Regions from separate parts of the Danio rerio genome. Here region 1 is linked to region 2. Evidence: chromatin contacts called from public Hi-C data. All regions are on one chromosome and are shown on one strand. Each heading gives the region's core, a stretch centred on a gene start, on an enhancer-like site or on the middle of the called end of the contact. The rest is flanking DNA. Distances are from core to core; before and after follow the strand shown.

Region 1 (2,760 bases), core at 114-2,613, 420 kb after region 2:
TGACCCCTGATAAAGGAACTAAGCTGAAGGAAAATGAATGAAGGAATATAAAAAACAATATGGTTCATATCCCTCAAACACACAGAAATAAACGGACCTTCTTATATAGTCACCAATGGAAACTGGATGTCATCTGGTGGTGATTTTTGGTACTGCATTCAAACAAAATAATACTGTAAGCTAATTTTTGGAGATTTTAACTTCAAATTTGGATAATAATTTGTTCAGATATTTAGCTTCAATTTTGGCCTGAAAGTGGATTTGTAAAATACATATTGTATGAAATAAATTAAAATACACAGCCACTCCACCCTGAGCACGCCCAATCACATCCGATCTTGGAACCGAAGCAGGACCTCTGAAGTAGAGACTAAGCCGAAGGAAAATGAATGAATGAATGAATGAATGAATGAATGATTATTAAAATACACATTTACTGTTGTATTAACAATTTATAAAGGCAAAACTTGTCTTATTTAATACTATCATTTGATTATGAGTATTTTAAAATAATTACAAGTACTTAATTTTTTAAATCTTGGCATAATTCAAATTACGTTTAATCATTTCTGTTAATTATTATCAATAAAGTATACAACTTAAAGCCTCTGTGCAAATTAACAAAGACTTATGCAATATATAAACCAATAACCATAACTCTACACACATGCATAAACACATACTGAAAAAAAAATTTATTTGTGTTGAATTTAAACAAACAAATTAAGTTGAACATTATTAAACTTTATTTGTTTGTTTAAATTCAACACAAATAAATTGTTTGCAACAGATCTGCATGCAACACTTTTTTCAAGCCAGTAATTCTTAATTCATAAATCCTCTGCTGAATGGTCATAAAAAAATTAATATGTCAGCAAAAATAGTGTAAACATTCATCGGCAGTTTAGTGAGCAGCATTAGATTTGCAACAGAAAAAAATAACGTAAATAGGTCTACATAAACAATTCATTCTTTGGTTTGTTTTTACATCGCAACATTACTATGTGGATTTTTATAGAAACACTAGAGAACAACTGACATAACAAAGCCTTCCTCTTTTCCCACATTCGTCTTCAATCTTTATTTAGCGATCTCTTTTTTTTTGCAGACAGGAGCACTTTGACACAGAATATGCCAACGAACCCCACTTTTCACTCCCTGTCTCACTCACTCTCTCTCTCTCTCTGCTTGGTTTATCTGTCTCCCTCTTTCACTACCCTAAAATAAATGAGCAGTGTACACCGATGTTCCAGATAGTAGTTTTTGTCTGAACCTGATAAGGCGCCTTGAGAGTGTGTGTTCTCCATGTACAGGTGTATAGTCTTCCCTGTTCTTCTCTTCTCCCATCCCTCCTCTTTATCTCTGTCTGTGCTCGCAGGCTGGTTAGGCCAGATAAACTCAAATCTGGGTGGAACATGAGGAATGTGTGTCCACTTCTGCAGAAAGAAACTACGCACCACTTGCAGTGTGTCCCACTGGTTTTAAAAAGCAACTATTCGATAAGATCTGCTGCAGTTTCTTTAAAAGCCATGTAACATGCTGTATTTGCAATTAAATGCACTTTTTAAAAAATCCTGGTTGCCTTACATTTTTAAGCTGAATTAAATTAACCTTATGAGTCCATTGAACTTATATTATGTTAAACTGATTCAAAACAGCTTGCGTAATTGATCATTTGATTTTTTTACAGTGTGTATATTTAAGAATTTGAGCTCAATCAACAGCACTTATAAATACTACTTATAAAAATGTGTTTAAACAAATCTGTTATCATTTACTAGGCCTCAAGTTATTCCAAAGCATTGTGTGTGTCTTTCTTCTGCAAAAGATGATATATTGTTAGCAATAAAACAGTTTATGCTAATGGGTTAGTTTTATAGAAAAAAATTAAGTCAGCGGTTGCAAAAAAAAAAAATTGCAAACATCTTTACTGTTTAGAAAAAGTGTTGAGTGATTACATGATGAGAATTTTCATTTTTGGGTAAACTATCCCTGATAGCCAAGAGAGCTCAAACACACTGAAAGCTAGTAAAACACATGCATAAAAAAAATTAGAAAAGATTTTGATTAATTTGATAACACAAGCAAATAAAAGCACAGCATATAGCACAGACCACAAGTATCTAAGAGGACCCCAAAAACTGACAAACCAGGCTACTTCCTATAGAGGTGGCAGTTTATTTAAAGATATTTTGCAATTCGTCAAACTATTAGGGCTAAAATGTATAAATGTAAAAAAAAAAACACCTCTCAGATCACCAAATACAAAACTGACTCTAAACAGGAAGCAGCCCGCTGTTCTACATGCATTTTCTTAACTTGCAGTGCATTGCTTTTTTGCATTTGTTGTAAGTTCATGGTCAAACTGAAATTTTTTCAGTTCGTTAGTATTTTGCTTTTTGCATGTGTTTTCTAGGCCTCGGTCATCAGATTTAAAGAAATTAACCCATTCGCTTATCCTACATTTGTAAAACTATTAATAATGGCCATAAACATTACAGCCCAATTAATAGACTGGTTTTAACCAACGCAATCTCACGGCAATTCGTAACTAACTTCAGCCCTCCAGTGAATTTAATTTCTTTTTTTGAATGATGTTTAACAGAGCAATCAATTTTTTATTTCCTATAATATTTTTTCTTCTAGAGAAAGTGTGGTGGCAAACCACATGGCCACACAAGACTGAGTTTAACAGAGAGTGCAGTGGAGGATGACTGGTGACGCTGTGCTCTGCTGGATTGGCTGACGTGTTTACTGGCA
Region 2 (3,050 bases), core at 545-3,044:
ACTGCCTCTCCCGTATTGGGCTCTTCAGCCACCAACGACGCTGTCTCAGACAATCAGTCATGCCTCAAGATAAGAGCTAGGATACGTCATCCATGGTCAACACTGACCGACGGAGGCCTATACATGTTAAATTATTCCAGCTACTTGCTTATCTCAAGACATCATATTTTTGTCATACTTAAAAAACTAGTATATACAGCAAATTACAAAGCTTTCATGTTTTGGGCTCATGTCAATATAATGCCTTAATTTTTTTGTGATCTTAATCAGTTTAGTAAAGTAGAACAGGTTTTCCATAAAGAATTTTTTTTGTTAACTGCCTTGCTTCTTGCCTGTGCTAATGACTTGTTTAATGGATTTAAGGTTATTTTATGAGCCGGTGACAACACCCTGTGGGCACACCTTCTGCAAAAACTGCATTGAGAGAAGTCTGGACCATAATCTACGCTGTCCACTCTGCAAACAACCACTGCAGGAGGTACTACTGTTGATAATATGCACGTTTCTAATACATAAAATAATAATAATAAAATGCCCCATTATGCTGTTTTCAGATATTACATTTTAGCATACAGTAAACATATTTGTGAATGTCTAAATTTCAAGTCAAAATCAAAGTCTCTGTGACCAGATGTCCCTGTCTCTGTGACAGAGTCCTGTATTCAACCTATATTTACAGTGTCCTGAGTTTTAAACAAAATTATTCCACATTTGCCAAACAATTCTTCACTTGTTGCAGACTTGTTTGCATGTAAAAAATTGCTAATTTCTTGCCAATCATGTCATGTAAAAAAAATTACCATTCACCCACAATTCAATTTCATATTGAGCAAGTGAAGTTCACGTTGAATTTAGTGAAGTTGGAACCTTTGCCATTTGTTCTTTGGCCAGCAAGTGATTTACTGAAGTTATATCAATATAAAAGCAAGAATGAACACCCGGTATGCTGAAAGAAACAGTGCAAGCTTCTGAACTATATTGCACCTCAAAAAATTGCTCAAAGTGTCTCAGGTGCTGTTTACACATGCGTTTTTGTTTTAAAATGCATAGGATTTGTTCCGGTTATACCTTACATCCACACCACTCCTCAGTCCATGAAAACTGAACATTTTTAAAACACTAAAGAACCAGTTTTAGCTTGTAAATGCTGGTGTTCTGTTTAAGCATAGATGGACTGAAAGGCAGACTATTGAAAATGAAGGCATGGCTGTCCACAATTGCTCTGATTCGTCTCATATGACCATTACACAATTGGTTGTGCAAGGAAGAAAATGCATGCAAAATATATGCATGCCTTATTCTAAAATACTATTTAAAGTGAAAAAGCACTAAAGCAAACAAGGTGACACTCAAAAAAAGACATTTGCTGTTTGTTCAAGCTACTTATTTCAATTGAGCCGAAATAAAACAATTAAGATGTCTCCCAAATTTTTTTTATGTTTAATCTACTTAAATTTGTAAAAGCTAAGAAGTAACTTAATTCTTTCATCGATTGTTTGGACCCAGCATTTTTTACATAGTAATTCATGGAACAACGTCAATGTAACATTTTGTAAACTACATGTGCACATAATATGTTCTGTGGCATTAGGATAGACATTCAGTATCCAAAACTTGACTGCCCATCCCATATTCCACTTTAAGAAAATAGTTACTCTAAGGACAAAACAGTTCTGGCCTGCCTGAAGTGATGGATTTAATCTTGGATATGTAAACACAACCCTTTAAAACATTACAACAAGGGAACAATTTAAAAGTTACATAATTTACACCTACAGGTTAAGCCTTAGTAGCATGATCCTTCTAATTCAACTCAATCACAAATAAGTGACACTAAATAAACAAATAAAACAGCAAACCACATTACATTTTCTCACCAACTATCTTCCTGTTTCCAGTATTTTAAGAACAGGAAGTACAACCCCACGGTGCTGCTGCAGGAGATCATGTCTCGCCTCTTCCCTCAGCAGTTGGCAGAGAGGAAACAGGTGCACGAAGCGGAGATGGCAGAGCTCTCAAAGTGAGTGCCTTCCTCAGCGATAACGAAAACTGAATATTGCAAATCACGTTTTGCAATCAGCCGAATTTCCATTGCTGATGAGAACTGGAAGAGCTGTGGTATTTGCAGTCTTAACATTTGCAAAAACTTAACAGTCCAAAAGACCTTTGATTTACTGTGTGAAGTTTTGCAAAAGTTGAATTATTATTAAGTTGCTCATGTTTTATCTTTAGTTTGACCAAGGATATCCCGATATTTGTGTGCACGGTGGCATACCCTGGCATCCCATGCCCGCTGCACATCTTTGAGCCTCGTTACCGTCTGATGATGCGCAGATGTATGGAGACGGGAACAAAGAAGTTCGGCATGTGCAGCTATGAGCATGGCAAAGGGTAAAATGATCTTTCATTTTAAGGATATGCTAGCTTCTGCAGCCTTACTGGTGTTATAAAATGTTTTAGGCTTTTAGGTCTTAAACTGTTTATATAATCTAGGGGTTGAACGACTTTAGATTTTTGGAAGTCGACTTTTATGTTATCAATGTCGAGTTAACGTCAAGACGCAAGTGCAACATGCCACAATTTGCGATGTATTTGCAGGAAAATATATATACACATGCAGCTTGACAGCCCATAACAAGTTGCAAAAACATTGCAACATTACCAATGACTAGGACCAGACGGAATCTGCGGACATTTTTTGCATTTCTGTGCAGAGTTTTGTTAAAAATCTGCAGATTTATGCGGAATAATTTTAGGAGTATCATAACTGAAACCTTAATTTATGAAGTAAAAAGTAATACCTTTTAACTTGTATTTGATGTTCACAATGCAAATCTAATTAGATGCACCTTATTTGGTAAACAAAGCAAGTCTCTCATATAATATATCTACTAAAAGACTGAAAATATTACTTTACAAACTATATTGTGAATAAATCATACAAATATTTTCATATTAGTCAATGATATTACAGAAATGTATTTAAAAACTGAATACTTATAAATTACACACATTAACTCAAGTAAAACAGAATCAATGATGGGCTAAAA

The links. A called contact is a pair of places that touch in the nucleus more often than the background predicts.
Region 1: a Hi-C map of an unstated tissue shows a contact between it and region 2, with 4 times the contacts expected there. The contact joins two enhancer-like sites. A contact is called at or near these places in 6 of 18 Hi-C or Micro-C datasets (caudal fin, embryo, hematopoietic stem cells and 2 more) and 1 of 4 datasets of contacts at active chromatin or transcription factors (caudal fin).

Annotation. Positions count from the first base shown.
Region 1 is chr14:39,077,773-39,080,532 of GRCz12tu, forward strand. It overlaps a transcript of gria1a not described here. Among named protein-coding and RNA genes, the nearest start is that of tmsb2, 12 kb to the right of the region's middle. Within about 2 kb of position 1,364, at least 4 of the 62 cell types and tissues checked have an H3K27ac peak or open chromatin away from gene starts, as enhancers often do.
Region 2 is chr14:38,657,232-38,660,281 of GRCz12tu, forward strand. It overlaps lonrf4 (LON peptidase N-terminal domain and ring finger 4), which reads left to right. Exons shown (of 12, transcript XR_011006238.2): 7 at 364-478; 8 at 1,899-2,020; 9 at 2,233-2,391. It also overlaps a transcript of itk not described here. Among named protein-coding and RNA genes, the nearest start is that of lonrf4, 14 kb to the left of the region's middle. Within about 2 kb of position 1,795, at least 5 of the 62 cell types and tissues checked have an H3K27ac peak or open chromatin away from gene starts, as enhancers often do.